Linked DNA regions of Mus musculus: regions 2 and 3 are each linked to region 1. The links are chromatin contacts, called in public Hi-C and HiChIP or PLAC-seq maps. All regions are on one chromosome and are shown on one strand. Each heading gives the region's core, a stretch centred on a gene start, on an enhancer-like site or on the middle of the called end of the contact. The rest is flanking DNA. Distances are from core to core; before and after follow the strand shown.

Region 1 (3,117 bases), core at 76-2,575:
GACAGCAGGACACACCCACAGTCCCCTCCCAGGGACTCAGTGTAATGCTTGGCAGGTAACACACTCAAACTGCTTTGGGAATTTGCTTTTCAAATAATTTCCATGTGAGACTGGCTAGATCCAGGAAGAACCCAAAGATGAAGACTCTACATACTAATCCCGAAACTCCTAAGATAAATGCCTGGAACCAATATGATCATTTTAAGCTAAATGTTAAACCATTGACCTGATATGCCCTAACATTCACCAGCATGTGTTACATCATAGAATTTGAAAGCATTTAATTATGGTCAAAATTAGGGATGAAAGATACAGCTCTGGAAAACCTGGTCCTGTCCTTCGGCTATGAGGATGCGCAGCAAGATAAAAATAAAGGATAAAGATAACCAATCCAAACTCCCCAAGACTCACTTTTACAAAGAAAGACTAAACAGAATCCCTCTATTTTTATACTGCATGACAGAAGTGGAAAGAGAAATGAAAACATATTTGGGAGAATCGGGGTCTGGAATCTCAACAGCACTGAAGCTAACTTTCCATAACAAATAATTTCCAAAAATAGGACTGGCACAAAACTGGGTTGGGATTTGTACCAGAAATGTCACTAGCCCTTACAACTATAAAGGCTCTGTGGATGATAGCTAATGAGTGAAGAATTCAGAACAAGGGGAAATCTAAGCTATTTCTCTGGACAGAAAATGGACACTTTAGAGAAAGGTGGTGACACCCACCCACCCAATTGTCCCGCTAAAACCAAAATTAAAACAAAACAAAGTGGATTTCCTGGGCAACATTAAGAGACCCACTGTGGATGCTATTATTGACCTTGGCTTGGGAGGGATGCATTAGGATGCCCGACAGTTTCCACCGGTTGCTAGCAGGATTGCCAGGAGTTAAAGCACCCAGTAGGTGCTCCAAGGAGCCCCTCCCTCTACAATCCCTAAGTCCCCCCAAAACTGCAGGCCTAGGGGCCCGCTGATCTCGAAGTTACAGCAGCTTTTTGGGGCCACAAGAGCAGTTTTCGAAGAGGCTTTAGAGGTGGGCGAGGCAGAAACAATGACAGCCGCGCCACTCGGCCACACACAGTGTGACCTCTAAGCCCTTCCGAGCCTCTCCGCCGGGGGAGAAGAGGGGGTGCTAAGATCCCAGGGGCGCGGCCTGCACACCCGCAGGTCCTTTCCCTGTCCCCGCAAGGCACACACCGCTGTCACCCCCTCAGGGACTAATTCAGGTTCCCCCAACGGTCGCGGGCGTGGACTCCTAGCCCCAGGCTAAAGTCACCTCAGCAAGAACGCAGCCATCTTGAGTTCCGGCCTGGACGGAAATGACGCATCGCTCCTCCCCCCGTGTGGCCCTGCCTTTGGGGGCGGAGCCGGCGGGGCGGAGGCGGGGACTATCATATGACACCTCAGAATTTTTAGGCTGGAACCTCCTTTGTGTTCCGGGCTTGGTGGATGGTACTTTTTTTGTTTTGGGTTCTTTTTGGTTTTTTTTGGTTTTAGTTTTTTGTTTTGCTTTGCTTTTCAGTTCTTCGGTTTTCCTCTCACGCGCCAGTTTCTAGCTAGCGTCGTTTGTCAAAGTTTTGGCCAAAATCGCCGAGTGGTTACCGTTAGTGCGTTTACCTGCCCGAGTGTTTATTTTGTAGGGCTCGCTCTGCCAGGCAGCCACTTCTCCGGCTTATTTATTCCCTGAGGATTTCAGAGGCTCACTTCACCCCCCTCCTTCCAAGTTGTCTTAAAAATCCCCTAGTTAGCTGGCTGAGACACCCAAGGAAAAATGCTAGTTTGGCCTTCTTCTGAACTTGGTGCCTCCCGTGTTAGGCAAGCACTATACCTTTAAGCCATATCCCCAGCAAGATAAGCAAACCGTACCCCAAATTGGGCCGTAGGGAGTGTGTCGTGGGCTGCCAGAGGGCCATCCGCCATCCCTTTCAATGTTGGCATCCTTTCTCACCACCTCCTTTAGGCCTGGCAATTCCAGGGTTTGAGCTGCAGCACGAACCAAACTCCCACTGGCCAAAGACAACGCTCTTTTGTTTATTTTTTCAGCGATATGTGGGTGACACCCACAGCCACAAGAGCCTAGGGGTGTGGAGGAGAACCCGCTTTGATTTATATATACTGTATATCCACGGTTTTGAGGATTCCAAGCACAGAAATCAGTTGCAGAGTCTCTCGACTGAGGAAAGAGAGAAAGACATGAAATGAAATGTCAAAGTTCCTGACCCTGGGCGCTGAGGGGTGGCAAGGCAAAGGGAGAAAGAATAAAGGGGGGCAGCCCAGAGCAACTCTTATTCTGTAGCAAATCTCTTTTTGAATGTATTAATATTCAGATCCCATTTATATTTAGCAATCTAGCTCTCTCCTGCCTTTTTCCTTTCAGGATTTAAATAGCACAAATTCGCTTTTTTCCCCCCTTCATCAAATGAATAATATTATTTTGCATTTTTGTAACGTTAGACAAAGAAAGCACTTTGTAGACTTTTAGGGACCTTTGAGGTTCTCTCATCCAACCCTCCGTTCAGTGCAGGAATCTCTTTTGCAGTGTTTCTTGATCTTCAAGATGGACGCGACACAATTCAGTGCCAGCTACCTCAAAACATAAGTTTCATGTTGGTAGCAGTGGCTGTGCCTATAGTCCCAGCACTGTGGAGGCTGAGGTAAGAGGATCGTGAGTTTGAAGTCACTCTCCAGAGACAGGTAAAAGAGAAACAAACTGACATAAAGAAAACAGCTTTTAGAATTTAGTAAGAAGGTCCATCAGTAGAAAATTGTTCTAGTAAGTACAGCTTTCTGCTCCTGAACTCCCTCCCAGACATCGCTCCAACCCTCTCTAACCCAGCTTGCTGACACGCCTACAGTCCTAGTACTTAGTGGGTCAGGTGCTCAGGTCATCCTCAGCCTTGGCAGCATACCAAGTTCCAGGTGACCTGGACTACACAGACAGTATTCCAGAAACAAAAATAAGAATAAAATGTAACAGATGTCCCTTTAATTTAGCTCTTTGTTTTATTTAAATGGTTGTATGTCTGTATACCACGTGTGTGCTTGGTGCTCCGAGAGGCCAGAAAAGGATGCCAGTTCCCTCCTGGAACTGGAGTTATGGACCTGTGACCTT
Region 2 (3,249 bases), core at 597-3,096, 270 kb after region 1:
AGGTCTAGGTGAGGTTCCTAGGGGTCCTCATAAAACCTGCCTCATGTCGTCACAGGTCAATTCTTTGTGATGATGTCACCACAAGAAGTATTGCAGGGAGGGAGCCAGCGATCGATTGCCCCCAGGACCCACCCTTATTCCCCGTGAGTGACCTTATCTGTTGTTAAGAGTGGTTTCGGTGCCTGCCAAACCTTACGTAATTCCTCACCCCAAACACCGGTCTTGGTTTCGTTTGCTTCTTTGCCTTTTCCTTGGTCTGGCCACCCTGGACTTGGACTATTATCAGGAAGTCAGAGGCTCCCAGGACAACTCGAGATGAGAAACGGAGGGCTCAACATAACGAAGGTAGGTGGCATCCAGGTGTGAAGCCAGGAACAGCCTAAGTAGATTGGGGAACTGCAGCGTGAGGATGGGAAGGCTGGCGGGTCACTCTCTACTTTGCTCTGCCCCACAGTGGAGCGCCGCCGCCGGGACAAGATCAACAACTGGATTGTACAGCTGTCCAAAATCATCCCAGACTGCTCTATGGAGAGCACCAAGTCTGGCCAGAGTAAAGGTGGAATCCTGTCCAAAGCCTGTGATTATATCCAGGAGCTGCGGCAGAGCAACCACCGGCTGTCTGAAGAGCTGCAGGGGTTAGATCAGTTGCAGCTGGACAACGATGTGCTCCGGCAACAGGTCAGACTAACTCCAGGATGGCCCCCTTGGCAGCCCCGTAGCCACTGACCCAGTTTGGAGTCCCTGGAAAACACTTGCCATTGTCCCTCTTGGCTGTGGCTGTGGGGCTGAGTTCATGGCTTAGCGGTGTCAATCTTGTTTTTCCTCATCATTTCCTCTCCGTGCAGGTGGAAGATCTCAAGAACAAGAACCTGCTCCTGCGAGCTCAGCTTCGGCACCACGGACTCGAGGTCGTCATCAAGAATGACAGCAACTAACTCTGGGGACTCAGGGGCTTTGGGCCAAGGACTGCAGCCGGCCCAGGAGCAACAGGCTAACCCCATGCCCCTCTCCTTCACTGCCTCCTCTGGCATGGGACTCGGGGGAGTTTGGCAAGTGTGTTTTTGAACTGAGGCCCTGTGGCGTGGCAGTCTGCAGTGAGTGGTGTGAAACAAACAGTGTGGGCGTGCACTGACAGCCCGGCCTGCTCCCTCTGTGCAGTCCCCGGGTCTGGTGCGCCTTCGGCACACTGCATGTGCTGTCTCCTTGCTGGACACTGGACACACTGAATCTGGGCTTGCCGTGTGCTCGCTTGGAGTGCCTGAGAGAGGGACTGCGGGCCTAGTACTTCCACTGGCTCTTCCTTTCTCTGGAGCAGAAGTTAAGATGCGTACCTGAGTACTCTGGGAAGCAGGCTTACTCAAGAGGTGGGAAAGGATGCTAGCTGGCTGCTATCCCAGGAGTAGAAGGGGGCCCAATGAGCAGCCGAGGCCCCTACGGAAGGCTCTGGAGCCAGGGAGAACTGTAGGCAGGGGTGGGTTCACTGAGAGCCTTCCCTGCTCCAGGGATGGGTCTTTTTATTTCTTTCCTTTTTTTTTTTTTTTTTTTTTTAAAGATAAAATTGTTTAGAGCCACAGTTGTCTGTCTTCCTCCTTTTTGGGGCCCTGGGGGAAGGGAGAGTGCATATTACTCTTTGACCAGTAAGGGCTGGGTCAACCTTTGAGTGGGGTGCTGCTGTTCCTATACTCATTACCCAGAGTCCTGGTGCCTGTGCCAAACCTGGGTGAAATTTCCGGCCTAACCTGGGCAGTCTATAAAGGTTTCAACTGTGTGCGAGTGTTACAGGTATCACCAACTGGTGCGATTGGACTCTGTGTGTGTATACTCCAGGGGCCATGCCCTTGCTTCCGGTTCCGGTCTCTGGTTGGGCTCTGGGAGGGTGAGGGAGATGCTTCGGCTTGCAGTTCTGCGTCACAGTCACACAAGTGCGGCTGCAGGAACCATGGCTGGAGGTACCTGAGAACCCCCTGGATGTGAGGCTGACGATGCTGGTCCCCTGGGAAGGGCTGTTTGTGGAGAGAGGAGAATGGGGTGTGGCTGCGGGTCTCAAACAGCACCACTGGGCTGGGAAGCTGCTGCCGGGGTGGGGGTGTAGCAGCCACAAGTGTCTTGTGGTCCCGCGGCCCTCAAGACTTTTCATGCCCTCTTCCCCAGTGCCTACAGTCTCCTTCTCTGAGCTCCGTTCACTCGTAGCCTCAGGCAGGGCCAGGCTCTTCGACGTTCGATCTCCAGAGGAGGCAGCAGCTGGTACCATTCCTGGGGCACTCAACATCCCTGGTATAAGATTTCCCTTGTTGGCAAAGGAACAGTCCATGATGGGCTTAACTAAAGGAGCCTCATTTAGTATGCTGTGGGGACGGTGCTGGTAGACATAGGGCCTTATATTTGCTCAAGCCAGCCCTCAGGTTCCCTAGAGAAAGGCTAAATGGAGACATGCTGGCAGCGGAACTAGCTTATCCAGTTTGAGGGGATAGCAGGTGGCCAGAGGGGCAGGTCCCCATCTGAATGCCGACTTCCCTGAAGCTGGATGCTTTAATCCACCTGATCCTCCACTGCCTGCTTAAGTCTCAGCAAGTGGCAGTGTTTGCTGGCCTGACTTTGCACTTGTGCGCCTTTGTCTTTGAGGATGGGGTGGGGTGGGGGCAGCCACTGTATGTTATTCGGACAGTCTATGCAAATTTGCCTGCTGTCAGGATTCCGCTCTTTCAGCACCCCCTCGGTGTACCCCTGGCTTTCCTTTTTGTCCCCTCTCAGTGTCTGAATTGGAAATCGCCTTGAACATGGACCCAGCTGCTTTTCAGACTCTGTACTGTGCTGAGAAGCCAAAGCTAGAAGACAAGAATCTTATTTTCTTCTGTCAGATGGGCAGGCGGGGTCTCCAGGCCACACAACTGGCACAAGGTCTTGGCTATACAGGGTATGACAAACAGAAGGCTTGCTAGCTGGGTGCTGCCTGGGGACTGTCTCCTGGACCGGTCCTTCCCTCAACATTTCTTTTTCTCCACAGGGCTCGGAACTATGCCGGGGCCTATAAAGAGTGGCTGGAGAAACAGGGCTAGATAAAAGGCTCACCAGTTTGTGGCTGTTCTCAGACTACCTTGCTGGGCTAGGCAAATCCTTGTAGTGCTTCACACATGAAAAACTCAAATAAAAAGTACACTTAATGAAGTATGAGTTGTATTTAATTTGTCACATGGACAAAAAAAAATGGTTCTAGTATTAATCTAGTGCTGTTTATCTCAGGATCTTTGT
Region 3 (3,317 bases), core at 637-3,136, 290 kb after region 1:
ATGAATTAAAGGCCTTCAAGCCAGGTGTCCTGGAGGAAGCCCAGTCTTCAACAAACACTGTCGTGCATGCTTAACCATTAATGCAAAAATATGCTCGATGACCCTGCAGCTCACCCAGCCCCTCCCTCCTTTTGCAGTTTTACCCTTTAAAAATGCAACACAGCTTCCTTGGGGATGTGGTTCAGACCCCCAACTTGGCCACCTCCTGACCGCTCAGAAAATAAGGCTTCTGTTTTGACGTTTCTGTCTCTGAAGTGAGCCTTCTCAGCTTCCATCCAGAACCCAACAGGTATAGTGAGTGGGTCATACTGTAATCTTGGTATTCAGGGAGGCTGAGACGTCCTAAGTTCAAGGATATTTGGGGCCATATGTGAGTTGCAGAGCAGCCTGGGCTAAAGCAAGATCAGGCCAAACAAATGCCAAAACTGTGTATAAGTCTCAGTTTAGGACTTCAACTTTCTTTGAGGGTGAATAACAAGTTTGCCCTTGGCAGATACCCAAATATTTGTTTCAGTTTAGTAGTACAAAGTTTCTTTCTTGGTTACACACTGTCCTGTTTATTTTAACTGCCAACCTTGAAGTCAGAAATGTTGTTTTAATTTATTTATACTTTCCAGTCTCATCCAGGAGATGCTTGGTAAACTTGCTGATTGTTGTTGCTGTTGGTGGTGGTTTTTTGAGACAGGGTCTCACACTGCATCTCTGGCTGTCCTGGAACTCACAATGTAGATCAGGCTGGTCTTGAACTCACAAAGATCTACCTGCTTCTGCCTCCCCAGTGCCGGGATTAAAAGCATGGGCTACCAAGCCCAGTGTAGCATGCACTCTTAACTGCTAAGTCATCTCTCCAGCCTGTTTTATTTTTGAAATGGGGTCTCTTGTAGCTTAGGCTATTCTCTGATTTGCTACCTTGTCAAGGATAGCCTTAAACTCCTAATCCTGCTGTCCCTGTCTTTTACAGTCCTGGGATTACAAGCATAAACACTAGGTTGGGTTTTTTCCCCCTTTCTATCCTTCTCCTCCTCCCCTCCCACCCCCTTCCCTTCCTCTGAGAAAGGGTCTCATGAATCCCAGGCTGGTCTACGGCTTATTAGATACCTAAGGCTGAGCCCCCAATCTTTCTGTACTTACATACCTCTTGGCATAGCCATTTTTATAGGAAGATCCACAGTTTGAGGCCAGCCTCAGCGACATAGCTAGCCCTGGTCTAGAAAACAAAAGCTAATCCAAATGTAAGGCCCAGCAAAGGAGCTGCTGACATAGATCCTATGTGTATGTATAAAAGACATATTCCCAGTCCTCCCAAGAAGTATGGGTCAGCTTTTATTATCTGGATGCTTCCTGTATCCGTCTATGTAGGTTTCTTTTTGAGAGCAACCCAGTTTGGGATAGTCAAGATGTCTCTCTTGTCTCAACCCTCTCCCTACACCTTCCTATATTAATTTGTGTTTTTCACTTACCAAGGGGGAGGGGACCAAAGATTCTGCACCATCAAGCAATTGAAAAGTAATGGAAGAGAAATCAACCAAGCACATTCCTGCATCTCACAGGCAGTGACCTTACTCACCTTCTCTTTAGAGATGACTATCGAGGGCCTGGCAGTCCGAAAGGCTCTATCTGCATGCCTTGCTGCCCAATTGGGATGCCCTTACCTGCCGAAGAGGAGGCCTTGGTTTCTTTAAGCGACAGTCTCCTGGGCCAACCAGAGGTCTCTAGAGGTGAAAGCCACCAATCGGACTCAAGAAGGAGGAAAGTTCGGGGTTGCACCTGCGTACGGTGAGTCACTCATCGGAGCTCCCTCTCTTTTCACCAATCGGAACGCGGGGAAGCCGGGCGCCGCCCACCGGGCGTGGAGAGAAAGGCGGGCCGGGCTTAACCTGGCTGCTAGAGTCCAGCCCAGGGCAGTGGATCGCGAGGCTGTTCCCATTGGAGTTGCTGTGCCCGTCGCGTCGGGATTGTAACTGTAATGGGCACCGAGGGGAAAGCCGGGAGGAAACTGTTGTTTCTCTTCACGTCTATGATCCTGGGTGAGTTCCTAGAGTTTTTGGAGGATTAGGTGGGTCCGGGGAGAGGCTGGAAGAGGACGATCCCCACGCGCCGACGGGAAGGGAGGAGTCCAGAAACCTGCCTGCCTGCCTCGCCCTGGGAGTCCACTTTTCCGCCCGGGTCTGGTCACTCTCCGTTCCCCTCCCCCACCGGGAGACTGGCTGGCTCCCTTCGCCCAAGCCGGTGATCTGTGACCCTACCTCCCACTCGGTGCCGGGAGTACCCTCTCTGCGGAAGCACCAAAAATAACCCGGGAGGGTCCATGGTTCTGGGTCTCCCCTAACGACCCGAGGACCCTCCCCAAACCCAACTATTTCGCTAGCCGTTCTTCTCCATAGTATACGTCTGGGAAGGTCTATCCTGCCCTTCCGACATTCTCGGAGATCTCAGAGAAACCTTGAGCCTCTCACCCGGACTCCCTTGGCTCAAGTGCCCTAGAAGGAAATGTAATGAGGAGGGGGGTGGGCTGGGTAGGGAAGATTTCTTTTCCTGGCTTTTGTAGAAGGGTTTCTTCCTCTTGTTAAGTAGTAGACCTTCTGGGATTAATGCCGAGGTTCGGCGTCTGAAGAAGAAATGAATTCTCTAAAATTTCTCAGATTCAGAATTCCTTTCTTGACTAGGTAGCAAAGAGTCGTTAATTAAGGTTGTTGACGGAGTAAGGATTCCCTGGGGCAAGAGTAGGTCTATTGGTTGGCTGGATCTCCTTAGAGCCAGAACTCTGCCCTCCCCCTTGCCCGGAATGAGAGTTTTTTTGTTTCTTTGTCGACTCCTTTTCCTGAGAAACAGCCAGGCTCGCATGCTGGGGCATGACTATCTCGAGGTGTGTTTGTATGAGGTTGAGTGTGAGGTAGGTTGGTTTGTTCCCTTGGTCAGTGTGTGTCAGCACCTGTATATTTATCTGTCTCCTTTCCCTGCCGCCACCACCCTTCGGAGCCGAGGACCAAACCCAGGGACTTGGGTGTGCTATGTCTGGTTCCTGAGTGTCACACACTCCTGTTGTTGGAATGTGTTCCGTATGAATCTGTTTCCCTTCACGGTTAGTATTTTAGAGAGGATAAAGGAAATAAACCATTACAGTCAGTATCGCTGTCTTCTAAAGGCAGTTCGTTTTGGTAACCTTTTTGGAGAACAATCATAAGACTAAGTCCCCAAGATGGAGAGATGGGTCCCTTGTTTCTCATTACAACTGTAAAGCTTTGGAGTGGCCTAGACAATAGGTGAGTCTACTTCTCTACATTGTACAGATAAGGAAATTAATCTGTGGAGAGGAA

Evidence for each region. A called contact is a pair of places that touch in the nucleus more often than the background predicts. HiChIP or PLAC-seq counts read pairs in DNA pulled down with a chosen protein or histone mark.
Region 2: a Hi-C map of muscle stem cells shows a contact between it and region 1, with 3 times the contacts expected there. The contact joins the promoter of Tstd1 here to the promoter of Sdhc in region 1. A contact is called at or near these places in 1 of 39 promoter capture datasets (pre-B cells), 13 of 484 Hi-C or Micro-C datasets (the G1E-ER4 cell line, LSK cells, the P5424 cell line and 6 more), 9 of 115 datasets of contacts at active chromatin or transcription factors (the HPC-7 cell line, the SCID.adh cell line, embryonic stem cells and 1 more) and 5 of 9 other capture datasets (adipose tissue, embryonic stem cells, liver and 2 more).
Region 3: an H3K27ac HiChIP or PLAC-seq map of microglia shows a contact between it and region 1, with 4 times the contacts expected there. The contact joins the promoter of F11r here to the promoter of Sdhc in region 1. A contact is called at or near these places in 1 of 484 Hi-C or Micro-C datasets (embryonic stem cells), 3 of 115 datasets of contacts at active chromatin or transcription factors (embryonic stem cells, microglia and pancreatic cancer cells) and 2 of 9 other capture datasets (adipose tissue and liver).

Annotation. Positions count from the first base shown.
Region 1 is chr1:171,149,278-171,152,394 of GRCm38.p6, forward strand. Sdhc (succinate dehydrogenase complex, subunit C, integral membrane protein) reads right to left here and starts at 1,326. Exons shown (of 6, transcript NM_025321.3): 1 at 1,282-1,326. The coding sequence starts at 1,301. It also overlaps a transcript of Mpz not described here.
Region 2 is chr1:171,417,187-171,420,435 of GRCm38.p6, forward strand. It overlaps Tstd1 (thiosulfate sulfurtransferase (rhodanese)-like domain containing 1), which reads left to right and starts at 1,847. Exons shown (of 4, transcript NM_001164525.1): 1 at 1,847-1,949; 2 at 2,152-2,274; 3 at 2,752-2,914; 4 at 3,005-3,166. The coding sequence starts at 1,886. The coding sequence ends at 3,056. Usf1 (upstream transcription factor 1) reads left to right here. Exons shown (of 10, transcript NM_001305676.1): 7 at 56-143; 8 at 287-345; 9 at 455-678; 10 at 846-1,573. The coding sequence ends at 935.
Region 3 is chr1:171,435,675-171,438,991 of GRCm38.p6, forward strand. F11r (F11 receptor) reads left to right here and starts at 1,887. Exons shown (of 10, transcript NM_172647.2): 1 at 1,887-2,027. The coding sequence starts at 1,967. Gm26641 (predicted gene, 26641) reads right to left here and starts at 1,648. Exons shown (of 2, transcript NR_151523.1): 1 at 1,568-1,648.